Linked DNA regions of Mus musculus: all the other regions are linked to region 2. Evidence: chromatin contacts called from public HiChIP or PLAC-seq data. All regions are on one chromosome and are shown on one strand. The core of a region is the stretch at or near the end of the contact, and the rest is flanking DNA. Distances in the headings are between cores, read along the strand shown.

What was found. HiChIP or PLAC-seq counts read pairs in DNA pulled down with a chosen protein or histone mark.
Region 1: a contact with region 2 is called in an H3K4me3 HiChIP or PLAC-seq map of pro-B cells, with 5 times the contacts expected there. The contact joins the promoter of Acadl here to the promoter of Creb1 in region 2. A contact is called at or near these places in 2 of 39 promoter capture datasets (liver and pre-B cells) and 2 of 115 datasets of contacts at active chromatin or transcription factors (large pre-B cells and pro-B cells).
Region 3: a contact with region 2 is called in an H3K27ac HiChIP or PLAC-seq map of embryonic stem cells, with 6 times the contacts expected there. The contact joins the promoter of Rpe here to the promoter of Creb1 in region 2. A contact is called at or near these places in 2 of 39 promoter capture datasets (liver and pre-B cells), 1 of 484 Hi-C or Micro-C datasets (B cells) and 2 of 115 datasets of contacts at active chromatin or transcription factors (embryonic stem cells and microglia).

What each region holds. Positions count from the first base shown.
Region 1 is chr1:66,861,890-66,864,589 of GRCm38.p6, reverse strand. It overlaps Acadl (acyl-Coenzyme A dehydrogenase, long-chain), which reads left to right and starts at 1,281. Exons shown (of 11, transcript NM_007381.4): 1 at 1,281-1,417. The coding sequence starts at 1,341.
Region 2 is chr1:64,531,414-64,534,113 of GRCm38.p6, reverse strand. It overlaps Creb1 (cAMP responsive element binding protein 1), which reads right to left and starts at 1,310. Exons shown (of 9, transcript NM_009952.2): 1 at 1,094-1,310.
Region 3 is chr1:66,699,524-66,702,223 of GRCm38.p6, reverse strand. It overlaps Rpe (ribulose-5-phosphate-3-epimerase), which reads right to left and starts at 1,393. Exons shown (of 6, transcript NM_025683.3): 1 at 1,196-1,393. The coding sequence starts at 1,317.

The sequences.
Region 1 (2,700 bases), core at 32-2,531, 2.3 Mb before region 2:
CAAGCTTGTTTCTTATATGTATGTGTAAGGCCTGAGTCCGATCCCCAGGAATAAGTGTACACACACACACACACACACACACACACACACACACACACACACTACTTGTTTGTTTTTATTTTATAAAAGGAAACAATAACTTCATGATAAACCAGATGAACAGGATCTTAAACAAACGTGCCTCCAGTTAGCCTTAGCAAGAATGCAACAGAGCAAGGACACACACCATTTGCATTAATTCTGCCACTAGGAAACCCGGGGAAAAAAAAAAAAAGACAAAACAAACAGCCCCACCCCCAACCAGATCAAGTTACTCCTAGAAAATAAACGACTCTTCTGAGCATTTGTAAACATAGCCCTAGGGAAGCAGAAAGACAGGTAGATCACTACCAAACCGGCTAGCCAAATCTATAAACTCCAGGTTCAGTGAGAAACCTGGAGGGCAATTGATGAAGACATCTGATAGGAACTTCTGGACTCCACATGAGTGCACGACAGACAGACGACACACATGAATGAAATGTAATCTAAAATTATTTTTTTAAATAAAAAAAGACTATGTTTTCCAGATTGTTGGTGCCGTGAAACCCTAAAGCTTTTCTTTGAAACATTTCTGTATGTCCTACTCAGTGGGCTGTCAGTAGTTGATTGCTAACACAAAATGTCTTTCACTTTCACTATTTCAGATTCCGTAACTGTTGTTATTAGAAAGGCCCCCTTGCCTCCTTAGAAATCGATGTAATGTACACATTCTTTAGAGTTCAAAACCTGTCAGGCATTTCCCATTACAAATCATCAAATCCATAAACCCAAATAATACATGTCCTTGAATTGAACCAAAACAACAACAAAAAAAGGAAACAACCATATGCGAGTTCAAGTACTATTGGAGAATTGAACCAATTGTTATTCCGTTATCAAATATACTTACTTATTTATTTTCAAAGAGTAGCTACAAACGTTTGCAAGGAAAAAAACAAAACCAAAACAAACAAAAAACCCAAACCAAATCAGCACAATCCTTTACAGTGAGTACTCATACATTTATCGACATTCAGAGAGCTTTCCGAAGTTAGAAAATTAACTCCATGCACCTTTCAGTGCGGGGGTGGGACGACTCTCCAGGGAACCCTCGCTCAGCCCTGCAGCCGGGAGGGGAGGGCGCACGGGGCGTCGCGCAGAGCCTGGCGCAGACCCCGCCCGAGCTGGCGGCACCGCCCTGCGGCCCGCAGTTGGCTGTCCCCGAGGCCCGCCCCACCGTCCCGCCGTCCGGCCGCCCCTCTGTCCGCCTGCCCCCGCCGCGGAGCCCGCCAGTCCCGTCCGCCGCCGTCCATCCCGCCATGGCTGCGCGCCTGCTCCTCCGCTCCCTGCGCGTCCTGAGCGCCCGCTCGGCGCCACGCCCGCTGCCCTCCGCCCGGTGAGTGCGGGTACAGCCTGGGGTACCGGCAGCCGGGGCGGCGGAGCTCTGGGGATGGGGTGTGACGCGCTACGGTCAAGCCGGGGCGACGCGGCCGGAGGAAGGGACCGGGCCTTCTCTCCGGAACCCGGGGCTGCCCGCTGTGGCGTGGAGAACTCGGGGTGTCCCCACCACGGTCCGCCGCGCCCCAAAAGGCAAGGCAACCCCTAATGCTCGCTCCAGGCCTGGGCCCCGCCCCACGTCCTACAGTGTCCCGTGAACTGACTTTGAAAGTGTTGTCCCAGCTTTAGCGGGAGCGATCACCCCCTGGGCGCTCTGCCACCGAGTAGTGCGACCTTTAGCCCAGTTGGAACGGAGACTGGGGACTGCCACCTGACAGTGAACTTGGGACTTGGTGTGCGGAGGCGGGGACCGGAAGACCAGAGCAACTTCAATCATCCCGACTCAGGCGTCCAGGCGTAGGCCCCATCTGATAAATTAGTTGTACACTTATTACTAAATCCTTAAACTAATTAAATGTAGAGGGATTAATGGGCAGCTCCCAAGAGCTTTAGAGACTTTTGGGGGTGTTTATACTGAGATCAAGTTTTACCTGTCTAAAAATCCATTCCTTGGATAAAGCAGACTGGAAGTGTAAAGCTTTGTTAATTATGGTGGCAGGACATTTAAATGAGCTAATTAGCACATTGTTGCGAAGTACAATACAGTGCTGTGGTAAAGCTTATCCATCCGGAGGAGACTTGGGAAAGTTCCGAGGACTTTAAGATAGGAATGCTTTTCTATTCTCCGGAGGAAGTGATGTTCTGACGCTCTTAAAATTAGAGCACCCTGAAGATGAACAGAGACACCTGCATCGGTGGCAAAGGACAGGCCAGCTGACTCATTGCTGGATGCTGCGAAAGGGTGTGTTCCTATTGTTCTAGCTTTTCTTATTTCTTTTTATGTTAATAATATTTCTGTATTTTTTTAATTAGAGAACCCCCCAAATGATCTTATTTTGATTCAAGTGTGGGAAGAAGCTCTGCCTTACAGAGGATTATTGGAGAATGGTCAGTGAGCCAGGAGCTATAGTTTTATCGTCACGGGTTTCTTAAAGGGTTATGAGTATAATGGCCAACGATCCAGTTGAAAGGCAGTCTGAGTCAGCATTTATGGAGCGAGGCCTAGGCTGAGCCCAAGAACGTTTACATCCAGCTGCCAGGGCCTGAGTGTGCCAATGGGTCATTTCATTTAGTCTGACTTTTTTTTATGTAAATGAGGCTTTAAAGCGGTGGCCCAGGCCT
Region 2 (2,700 bases), core at 61-2,560:
TGACAGAAAACGAAAAGTACCTTCGCTAATACTAATTTCCCCTTCGATAATTTCTAAGGGTTTCAGAATGATTGACCTCAAGTGATCATTATCTTAGTGGAAAGGGTTAAAACCGAAACTGTTTTCAAGCACCAGCTTCCCTTTTACAAGATCCCAACAGTTTCTGCAAAAAGTTATTACATGTATGTTTTCTTAGCACCTCTTTCCTTCCCAAAAGAATGCATTCCCAGGACTACTGATTCGTTCTTCATCTTCAAAGCCGAGGGGTGAGGGAAATAGTAAAAAAAAAACAAAAAACAAAAACAAACCAAACAAAACAAAAACAAAAAACCCCAAACCCTTAAAACAGCCTAGGGCAGAAAACAGCATTTTCTCCGACCGCGTGGGAGCCGGGGAGAGGGGCAAGAATAAAATACAGCACCAGAGAAAACCTTGGGTTTCGAACTTTATTGCACAAAGAGCGCTGTAGAGGAAAGCAGGTCGGACGTTGCGGCTCGCCGAGCGGGCACCGCCGCGAAGGCGGCAGCACCTTCACCTCCTCTGCCCTCAACTGTCTCCTTCTTCTTCCTCCTCCTCCACCCCCCACGGGCACCCAGGCGGCGGCCCGGGCGGCCAGCCCGGCACAGCCGGGGCGAGCGAGCGTGCGAGCAGGCGGGCGGCGGCGGCGAGGAACGGGGGGCGGCGGCGGGCGGCCTCCCCCGGGGCGGCTCCGCTCCGCGCCGGCTCCGGCTCCGCGCCCGGCACGGCCGGGCCCGGCCCGGCCCGGCGGCGGGAACGCGGGCGCCAGCTTGCCGCGGCCGGCCGCCCGCTCGCTCGCACCCCGCCCCGGCCCGGCCGCCCCCCGCCATGAGCGCCGCCGCTGGCTGCAGGCAGAGTCGCTGCCGCCCGGCCGCCGCTGGCTCCAGTCCGCCGCCATTATTCTTTGTTCGCTGCGAGCGGCGGCGGTGTTGTGGGGCTCGGGCGGAGGCTCCATCTTTACCGCGGCCCCTCCTGCGAGGGGAAGGCCCCGAGCGCGGGTGTCCGGCGCCTCCCCGGCCCCCCTCTGTCCCCCCGGCTCTCTCCGGCTCCTGCCTCCTCCTCCTGCTCCTCTTACCGGTGGTACAAGCTCCTCCGTCACTGCTTTCGTTCGCGGCCCGGATCTCGCTGGAGTTTTATTCTCTCCCCCACGTAACACACCGCGTCAAACTACACCTCCGCCGCGTCACTCACCAACACTCCGCTTCTCCCAGCCGCCCGGGCCACAGGCAGCAGCAGCCGCCGCCGACTGAGGAGCCGCAGCCAGGGAGCCAGCCAGCGCCGCCCAGTGCCGAGTGCGCAGCGGCCACTCACGGAAACAGCCGAGCTCGACCCGGAGCCGCTCGACAGGCCCCGCCCCCGCGCTACTGGCGGAACCTGCCGAAGGCCTTCGGCTACTTCCCGGCGCTGCGAAGGGGTTGACCGGGGAAGCTGGTGTAGGCGGTTTGAGACCCGCTCTGGAGGCACGATCCGAGCCTCACTGTGGCGGGTGGAGGCTTCGGACGCCAGCTGAGGAGATTTGGAGGAAGCGGGGTTTGTGTGTAGCCAGATTTGGGGTGGTGTGGGGATTCCCGGGGTGGCGGGGACTTGCTGGAAACCCCCGCGCGGTCTGATCCTGCGGCGGAAGCAGACCGCCCGGGAACTTTGACGCGCCGCGAGGGCCCAGAGCCGCGCGGACGGCGCTGGAAGGTTGGAGACGCCGGCTACCGGCCAGGGGAGTCTGCCGGGCCGGAGCTGGTTCTTTGCTGGGAAGAAAGCTATGGCACAGGTGGCATGTGGGGATTCAGCTCCGCTTTGCGGCCAGCCAGAGCCCCTAGGTACTGGGTACCGTCCTCCCTCTGAGGCTGGAGAAATGATCAGCCATGCTGCTCTCAACACTTGAAACAGATCCCCACCCTACCTGCCCGCGACATCCTGTGCTGACTTTTCTCAGCCCTTTCTGCAGCGGTGGCACGCTGCTGCGGCGTGGCTTCCACCGTTTGCACCCCAGAACTTGACAGTGTGACTTCCGTAGCCTCAAAGCTACCGCAACTGCTCTCTGAGTTGCCCCTAACCGCCAGTTCTTCACCTTTTGTTGTTGTGCCGTTCAGCCCTCTTCCTATAGTTTTGTTCCTGCTGGACGCCAGCCCTTGTTGACGTTTTATAACACTGAGCTTGCCTTCATTCCGTGTGTCCTAGCCGTTCCCGCTTTCCCAAGGACATTATACTGAAGAGTAGCTTAATTTTCTTTTGTTTCTAACCAGAACTTTTAGCATGCTAACGTCTCTTCCTCTCTTTAAGAAGACTCTTGTGGCATTGGTGAGATGAATAAAGGCCCTTGCCACCAAGCCAGATAATCTAAGGTCAATTTCGAGAACCCACGTGGTAGAAGGAGAGAACCAGCTCCCATAAGTTGTCCTTTGACCTCAGCACTTACATCACAGTAGTATGTGTGGGCAATAAATAAAATATAGAAACTTCCTCCTTAAGCTCCTTTCCGAGTTCCACCTGTCTTTTACTGTCTCTCTCCATTTGCAGTGGCTCTGAATTGTCACAGTCTTCCTGTCTATGTAGTTTTGCATCTTGCATTTTCAAGACCATCCTAGCATTTGATGCTGTTTGACTCTTCCAAACACTCTCTCCCCTCTTCACTTGCCAGTTTTCCTTTTAACCCTACTCCTCAACAACTAGATTCTCCTTTATCTA
Region 3 (2,700 bases), core at 144-2,643, 2.2 Mb before region 2:
GGGTACACATTCCAGCCGGTCAAGGGCTTTCAAGTAAGTGTTAAGAAAAATGAGATTTAACCACGGAGAGCCAAAAGAAACAAAACTGCTATGGACAAAACAGCAGTGATGTTAAAAAGAATTAGTGTAACTGAGTGTGGGGACCCGTGCCCATAATCCCAGCATTTGGGAAGCTGAGGCAAGATTTTGAGTTTGAGGCCAGTTAAGATTTATACAGACCTTGTCTCAAAAAAACCAGAAAGAACAGCAAAACCTCCAACAAGAAACGAAACTGATGTAAATAACACATATTTGCCAATGTGACTGAGGGCAAACAGATTTTGCTTATTTGAAATAAATTTATTTTTCTATCTCACTCCCAAGGTCTTTTATAATTTTATGTAAACTTTCGGTGGGAAATGCTAGTCAAAAAGCCAAGAAGATTCAAGTTCCAAGTCTGTCACAATCTTCTGTAATCTTGAGCAAGTCCTCCAGCCTCCTTTGGGTCTAGGTTTGTTTCCTCACTTTAGAACCAACTTAGGAAACTTGTACCCTGATTCTGAGCATTATAACTACAGTGCTTAAAAATTACTTACAAAAAAACTGACCTCCCTGAAGAGCAGGGTGCCTGAAGAGAAAATAGACAGGAAAATCAGAATTCGAATGGGTTATTCGATACAACTAACAACTGCAGAGAATCTGTTACACGCCAGGCACTGGACTTGCTCGTTTCAAGTTCCCCAAGACGCGGAAGCGTTCTATGATCAATAATCCTTCCATTTTCCTCACACTGAACCCGAGTCCCAATCAAGGCTGAAGCGGCTTGCCTAAGACAAGTCGGCAAGTGGTCGAACTCCGGAAGCCCATCCAGGTGTCAAGCTGAGGCTGTCTGCCGGCTTTGTCGAGAACTAGTTAGTTATCTGAGTTCGATCGAGCAAGTCGCGCCTGTCCCGTTGGGCCTCAGTTTCTCTACGAGTTCACCAGAGGAAGATCCTGAACACTGGAGGTGGCTCCCGGGTCCTATCACCACAGGTTACGGGGTGGCGGGGAAAGGACCGGGCCCCAAAGTCAGCCAGGGCCGGCTCGGTGCCCTCGGCAGCGCGCTTGGCCAGGCAGCCCGTCGTCGCACAGGGGCGCCGTGCACCCAACAGGCGCTCGCTGAGGTGCAGCGACGCCGACCCGCGCGGCCAGCCCGCCCCGAGCCCCGCGGAGTTACCCGTCCATTACATCCAGGTGCAGGTAGTCGGCCCCCGAGTCCAGCATGCGCAGGCACTCGGCCCCCAGGTTGGCCAGGTCGCTGTTGAGGATGGACGGGCCGATCTTGCAGCCCGACGCCATGGTGCCGGTTCCCTAGAGCGAGTGAGCCCACGAGAGCCCGGGCCAGCCAAGACTCCGTCCCGATTGGGCGCGCCGCACTGGCTCCGCCCCCTCCCACCTCGCACTCTCTTCCGGACTCTGCCGGAAGCAGCTGCCCTGCGGCGAGGAAGTCCCGCCTCCTCCTGGGGGGGGGGCGTCAGCTGGCTGGCTAGGGGCGGAGCCAGGTGCAGAGCTTCTGCCTTCTGTCTTGGATTTCCAAGGATCTTCTGGCTTCTTTTCCTTTTGAAAGGGAAAATAGTTTATTGAGTACAATGTAAGAAGTTCTACGGGTTGATCAGCTAGACTACCACCTACAATGTAGGAAATTTGTTTTTATTTTTTTCTCTGTTTCATACACGTATAGCATATATTGTGATCATATTCAACCCCATTACCCTTTCTTACCCCAGCCACTCCTCCTGACCCCTTCTTCCCAATTAACTCCTCTCCTACTTAAATAACTTCACCTCACGTGTCTGTAGGTTTTGTGCAGGGAGCCACAGTTGCTTATGCAATCATTAATTGCAGCATTCCGTTGAACTTCCCCCACCCTCTGTCTCTTACAGTCCTCTCTTCTGAGATGTTCCTTAGTCAAGCTGCTGATAACTGGTGACTGCTGAGTACTCAGTGTAGGAATTTTTGCAGTAGCTGAAAGTATAACGTAAAAACAAAATTCTAGGCCTTTAGGCCCAGGCATGGGAATGTGACCTCTGTGACTTAATGATGCTAATCATAAAACAGATAGCGACATTCCTCCACCCACCCGCTTCCTGGGTTCAAAGAGTGTTCATTCAAAGAAAGTCACCCTGACCATTGCTATGCAAATGTGCTATTGTTAGGGGCTCTTAGAAACTGTCTTGAGAGATAACTGGAACAATTACCAGGTATTCCTTGTGACTCTTGTGACTTTGCACTTCCTTGGGACTCTTAACTGGTATCTTTGGTATTTTCCAACAAAGCCCTCCCCACTTCCTTGAGTTGTGGTTTCTTCCTTTAAATACCTCCTTACCCAGCTAATCGGTGTGCCACAGACCTCTACCCCTGCGTGGTGTATGACCGTGGGCCCGAGAGCCCTCTTGAATAAGTTTGCAGTAAGACCGTTTCTTGTGTGATTTGGGGTGTCGCCTCTCCTGAGTCAGAACGTGGGGGAGTCCTCACGTTGTGGGTCTTTCATAGCCAGTCTGATAGAGTTGCTATCCAGCCATAATTCTTGAAATGGATAAGTGGCGTAATGTCAAACGTATCCAGAGTCTGGGCCAGGAAAAAATGAAAAGGTACATGAAGATACACGTGGATAGAACAAGAGCAATTCCTAAAGAACAAGGATAGGGCTCTCATAGTTTTATTAAAAGCATGCTGGTAATT